Linked DNA regions of Ovis aries: region 1 is linked to region 2. A link is a contact called in public Hi-C data. All regions are on one chromosome and are shown on one strand. The core of a region is the stretch at or near the end of the contact, and the rest is flanking DNA. Distances in the headings are between cores, read along the strand shown.

Evidence for each region. Hi-C and Micro-C count contacts between places; a contact is called where the count stands out from the background.
Region 1: a contact with region 2 is called in a Hi-C map of hypothalamus, with 3 times the contacts expected there. The contact joins the promoter of JARID2 here to the enhancer-like site in region 2. A contact is called at or near these places in 4 of 16 Hi-C or Micro-C datasets (hypothalamus, liver, muscle and 1 more).

What each region holds. Positions count from the first base shown.
Region 1 is chr20:40,906,271-40,909,169 of ARS-UI_Ramb_v3.0, forward strand. It overlaps JARID2 (jumonji and AT-rich interaction domain containing 2), which reads right to left and starts at 1,325. Exons shown (of 19, transcript XM_042236974.2): 1 at 1,149-1,325.
Region 2 is chr20:40,739,102-40,742,044 of ARS-UI_Ramb_v3.0, forward strand. The region is part of intron 4 of JARID2 (jumonji and AT-rich interaction domain containing 2); the gene reads right to left. Among named protein-coding and RNA genes, the nearest start is that of DTNBP1, 160 kb to the left of the region's middle. Within about 2 kb of position 1,395, at least 6 of the 54 cell types and tissues checked have an H3K27ac peak or open chromatin away from gene starts, as enhancers often do. A contact at or near this core is called in hypothalamus, where this site is marked.

The DNA.
Region 1 (2,899 bases), core at 75-2,574, 170 kb after region 2:
TTCCCCGCCGGACGCCAGCCGAAAACTCCCACAGCTGGGCCACCAGGAGCCCGCCTACTCCGGTGCCGACCGCCCCTGGCCCAGCCCAGAGGACCCTCACGGCCCCGTCGACGAGATACCCGAGAGGCCTCGACAAACCCTTCTAGGGCCACCCCGCAGGCATCGCTCCCACGCCAAGCCTAAGACTGGAATTGAGAGAGGCTCCCTAGCTCAATGCATGGCACGCTCGGTCGCTCCACCTCACCCCCTTTCCCCAGCTTGCCGCTCACCCCTCGGCCGCCACAACGCTAGACCCCGCCACGCCTCGTGTCTACCTGCAGCCGGGCTGCTGGGTGCCAGTGCCCCAGGACTCCTGGCCCCGGGGAGAGCCGCCTATTCCCGGGGCACCTTAGAATGGTCCCCTTGATCTTCTGGAAGTTGTAGTCCCCCGACTACAAAATGGCTATGGCCATGAGCGCTGGGAACTACAATTCCCAGCCTGCCCCGCAAGCCTGTCACTCAACTCCCTTCCCCTCCTCCCCGCCCCCGCCCCCCTCGCCGGCCCTGCCAACAAACGCTTGGACGTGTCCCGCGTGTGACACTGAGCGAGGCTGGCTCGGGATTGGCCCGCAGAGCGTGTGGTCCGCGAGCGAGGAACTCCCCACGCCGGCCCGCCCCCGCCCCCCGACCACGGCCCCCCTCCCCCCGCGGCGGCCGGCCCCCTCCCCGCGCGCCCCGCCCCCACCCGCGGCGCGAACCGCCTGTGGAATCGAGGAATCGCGCGCGCGCCGCGCCGAGCGGCGGGGGAGGGACGCGCCGCGTCCCGGGGGAAGGCCTCGGAGCGTGGCGGCGCGGGGGGCGGTGTCGGCTAGGGGTTGGAGCCCGTCCTGAGGAAAACTGGGCCACGCACCAAGAGGAATCCTCGGTGCGAACTAGTTGATCGGCGGCGCCTGCTGCCTCGGCGGCACAGCCGGTGTCACCTCAGGACACCGCCTCGCGTCTCCACACGGAGCGTGCTGCGGTCGGGCTCGGGGGGAGCCCGAGGTCACCTCGCGGAAAGGCCACCTCCCGGCGCGGCACGCGGCCTGGCGGGCGAGAACGGCGTCGGGGGTGGGGGGACCCCAAAAGGGAAGCCCCGGCCGCCGCCTCCTACAAAAAAAAAAAATCACCGTCTTTTAAGAGATCGCGCTGGATCTTGGCTGGTCCCGGCGTCTCTTGCGTCTGGAGTGCCTGTTAGCGAGGCTACAACGTTGAGGGGAAACGAGTGGAATATGGAGTCCGAGCCACACAGACCCGCACACCGCGAGGAAGCGTCTGGAACGCCGATTGCCGGGAATACCACCCGCGGTAGCCACGCGAGAACCCGCGTTCTACCTGCCTCTGCCCCCTGTTGTGCTCATTTAATCGTTGATCTAAATGAAGGAGGCGGTCCCGGTGTATCTCTTCGGCCTTCGCTTTATTAGCTACTTCAAGTCTCTCTTAGCCGGTCTGCATTGTTAATTTCCTTATTCGCACCGTATGTGTAGAGCAGTGATGTTTTAAAGGATCTCCTCTCGGGCAGTTCTTTTAAGAAACGAGAAGTGAAATTAAGTACGCCTTCATACTCATTCCTATACATTCAATTCTCCTTCCCATCCCCTAGATTCTCCTTATGTCGGAAGTATCATAATCGTTAGGTTTTATCCGCAGCAGTGTTTGAAGTGTTTGAGGAGTGTCTAGAAAGGTCTCCGAAACTGGAGGTGAGAGACCTGTCACACCACCCAGGGCCCTTTCCTAAAAGGTACAGGATGGCCTGTCTGAGCTGGTCGATTTCATCAACAAATTAGTGATCATCACATCTTATGGAGTGGATTATGTAATAGTGTTAGCCCAGCTAAAAAACAGACACGTTATTAAAAGATTTCAGTAAATCAGATAAAGTTTTGCCTTTGCTGCACAGCATGGTATGCTGGATCTTAGTTCCCTGATCAGGGATGGAACCCGTGGCCCTGAAGTGGAATCACAGTCCTAACGGTTGGGCCACAGGGGAATTCTCAATAAAGCGCTATTTTAAAATGCTTTTTAATTATGACTTTACCTTTTTTTAAAAGATCTGCTTTCAAAATTGAAATAATGTGTCATATGTTGATTTCAGTCATAAAAATAAATGACCTTCTGTGCCTTCATATGGCACATATCCTGAAGGACCCAATAGAACAGATTACATTTTTCCATACTGGCCACCCAAGTGACTTTATACAAGTGACTTTTTACAATGAGGTGGTTTCAAGAGACTTTCTGATTATTATGACCTGTATACTGGCAGCCTCCACTTCACACTCAGGGTTTTAGCCAGCTCTCAGGAGGTTTAATGTCAGATCTGCCCTTCCCCAGGCAAAATTCTTAAGAACAAAGGTGGGTTTCTTCTAGGTTCTCTCAGCTAGCCTCTGAGGCTAGGCTTCTCCATCCCCAGGCGGAGAACTCCCCTGCTGAGCTACCAACTCCAGGTCACCACATAAAAACCATTCTAGTTGAGGCTGGAGGGCAAGCGAAAGGAAGGAATTTGCTCATTTCCAAAAGATTTGGATAACATTCATGTTGTTTTCCCTGAAAGGGAAAATAGACTGGTCTTTTTAGGGGTTGAAAGCTTTTCCTGTTGTGGAAGCAACTATCTCCTGATGAACTTCCTTTTACCTTTCCTGTCTTTTTACCCCTCTTTTTCGTCCTCTATCAGTGAATTATCACTCTTTCTCCTAATGATTTTAACCTCTTCCAGCACTTATCTTGACCTCTTCAAGTCGTGGTGTGAGGGATAGGAGGGTGGGGGAAGACCTCACTAGGTACAGTGTTGCTACAGGACCTACATGCCCCCACTGATCTCATCTGAAGACAGAGAACACTCAAAAGTCCTTTGTTAAGAAGCACACAGCTCAGTAGAAAA
Region 2 (2,943 bases), core at 145-2,644:
CATACCCCTGCACACGGGACCACCACTACTCATCACAGGCTGTGTGTACTTTCTGATGAGCTGCGGGAGGGAGTAGAGGGTCCATCTTCTTTCTCTTTTCTCTTCCATGCCCCAAGGGACACAGAAGAATCCTTCTCTGATGTGGGATTAGTTGGCATGGGGGTCAACAGCCCAAAGAATGTTTTGCTTGGTCACTTAAAATAAATTGACCCAAATAAATCAACAAATAGATTTCATACTTAGGTGAAAAAAAGTAGAGCACCTTTATGGGAATAAAGCAGCAGACCAAAATAAACACTATCATTATTTTCAAAGTTCTCAAATAAATTGCAAGGCGAAGCTTATAAAGAAAACCCACTGATAGCTGCCAAAGTCCTGGGCCAAACATTGTTTTGTTTTGTAACACTCTGCCGGTGTCTCCTTCTGCCCCCTCCCAAATCCTGCACTGAGAAGGTTCCAGGGCAGCCTGCCATCAGTGGCTCCCGGGAAGGCGGGGGGTAAGGAATGGGGACGCATCATCTCCAAGTCTCCTCTGGGGTTATCCGCAGCATAGAGTTAACCAGCTTATTGCTATCTGCACTCAATCTCTAGGGCAGCCCTAAATATGGCACACCAGCAATTTCTAGGTTAATTAAATTCCGTTTCTGTCCAGGATTTCTGATGGTTTACAAACCCAAGGAGGATGCGGGTATGCGCACGACTCAGCTGGACAAGGCCGAGAGCAGGGGGCACTAGGTCTAGAGCAATGCCCAGCCTGCCCTCGCAGAGGGCCATGTATGCCAGAGACTGTCGTATTAACTTAATTTTCCAATATTAAAAATGTAAGCTGGTAAATCCAATTATTTAGATTACATCCCAATTCTAAACAAAGAGCCAGGCCTGGGTGGGAGGGGAGGCTGTGCGTTCATTCAAAAAAGACGCCATGCTATGTCTGGCAAATGCGGAGTGACCAGCATAGCCGGGCTCTTTGTGGCAGTGTGGGAGCTGGTCCTGAAGCCTTGCCAACTTGCTGAAAGGCCTATTCAAAACAAACAAAAAAAAATTCCCGTGTTTCTATCCCCAAAATAAGTACCCACTCTATTCTACCCCCAGACACACACACACGCACACACGCACACTACAGACCTGGCAGCCAGTCAAAGAAACAAGGGTGGGTGTGTCTGGCCAAGTGTGTATGTGTGGTGGAGACTGTGGGGGGTCGGGCAGGGGATATCCCCTTGCCCAGGGCAGGCTGCCCACCAAATTCAAATGCGAGTGCAGTTGTGGGCACACCACACAGGATGGCTGTAAACATCCTGTATAGTAAAGAGAAAATAAACACATCCTCAAGTGAACCCAGAGGCTAGCACAGACCAAGTCAGAGAAAACACAGAGACAAAAACCCCCGGCTCCATCCCCCTGTGCTCACATACCCAGCCCCACACTTACAATGGGGGCTTGTCTCACCAACTGGGGTGTGCTCTGTCTCAGCTACCAAAAGGGAGAAAGGGAGGTCAAGGGAGGTCGGTGGCTCCCAGAGGTTTGCTACCTGGAATGCCTGCTTTCTGGTACTTCTGGAGATCGTGTTATACTGGTTTCAGGGGCCCTACTTCACAGAGAAACAGATGAAATCGTTTGTTTACACTAAAAACCACAGGATGTTAAATATTTGCAGCACTTGTCTTAATTAAATTACACAAGCAGCTATTTAGAGTAAAAATTTGCTATGAACCTGATTTACCTAAAGAAACTTGTTTTTGGTTGAATCTCCTTCGAGATGAATCTTTAAAAGGTCTGCTTGGTCAGAGTGGTCCAAGAGAAAGAACCGTGGTATCAGAAAACCTGGGCTGCTTTGGTTCGGGTCAACTTGCGACCCTGGGCGAAATAAGCCTCTATTTCCTTGCTGGGGAAAGCGGGGCAGCGGAGGGGGAGGACAGACCTCGTAGGAAAAGGAGCCAACTAAGGGTCTTTCTAGCTCCAGTCTCCTCTGACCTCACCTCTAAAACGTGAATATAGTAATTCCTGTAATAAATTCTCTTGCATCTATGATTTCATACTCCTAGGTGACAAGTTCTGATCTTCTGCCTGTGCCAAGTGGGAAACACAAACCTACATTTCCAAAAATGCCTGTGCTGCTAAAGACTGTTAGCATCTACTTCCTAACTAGGTTGTCAGGCAAAACAGCAAACATGGTAACTTTCAGATCTTGAGATGTATATACTGGCTTGCACTTTAGAAAGGAATATAAAATTTTAAATATAGATGTTCACCCCACTCCCCACATGGGGAAAAAAGATAGCACAATGCCAAAAGTTGTTCCATAGTTCCCTTGAACTAGTAACAACAATACTATCTACACTCTGCTTTCCTAAGACCCAGTCCTCCCAATTAGGAGTAAATCACTCATTCAGGAAAACACATGAACTTCCTTCAGAACCCTGAGACACCCTCAGGAAGGCTAACCTAACTACTCATGAGTATATTCATCACCTCTACCCAAAGGCCAGACCAAGGAGAAGGCACGCACTGCAAACCCAAACCACTGCCACGTAGGCGGACACTCCAGATGCTCACAAACACTGCACCCTCTCAAAAAGCAGGCATCAGCGAGAAAAGTGAGCCTCCGTTCTCTTTAGTTCAGGCGGAAAGGGTCAGAAAAGGGAAAGGAGAATAACTAATTACAAGATACAGCGTCTTCCTAAGTAAAACATTACTTGGGCACATGAATCTCAGGCTGGGAGCCCACACAGATGGTATGAAAAGTAATATGCAGGCCCACATTTGAGCCCATTAATAAAATGATGCAATTACGGGTTTGGGGTTTTTTTTTAAGTCTGATGCGGCATCCTCAAATGTCAAAGAACCAAGGCTGCCTGGAAATCCTGACTGTCATGATCAAGAAAATATTTGACACTGACTTCTTTTGTGCTCTCGAAAGCAACCATGTCAAATTTGAGAGGGATC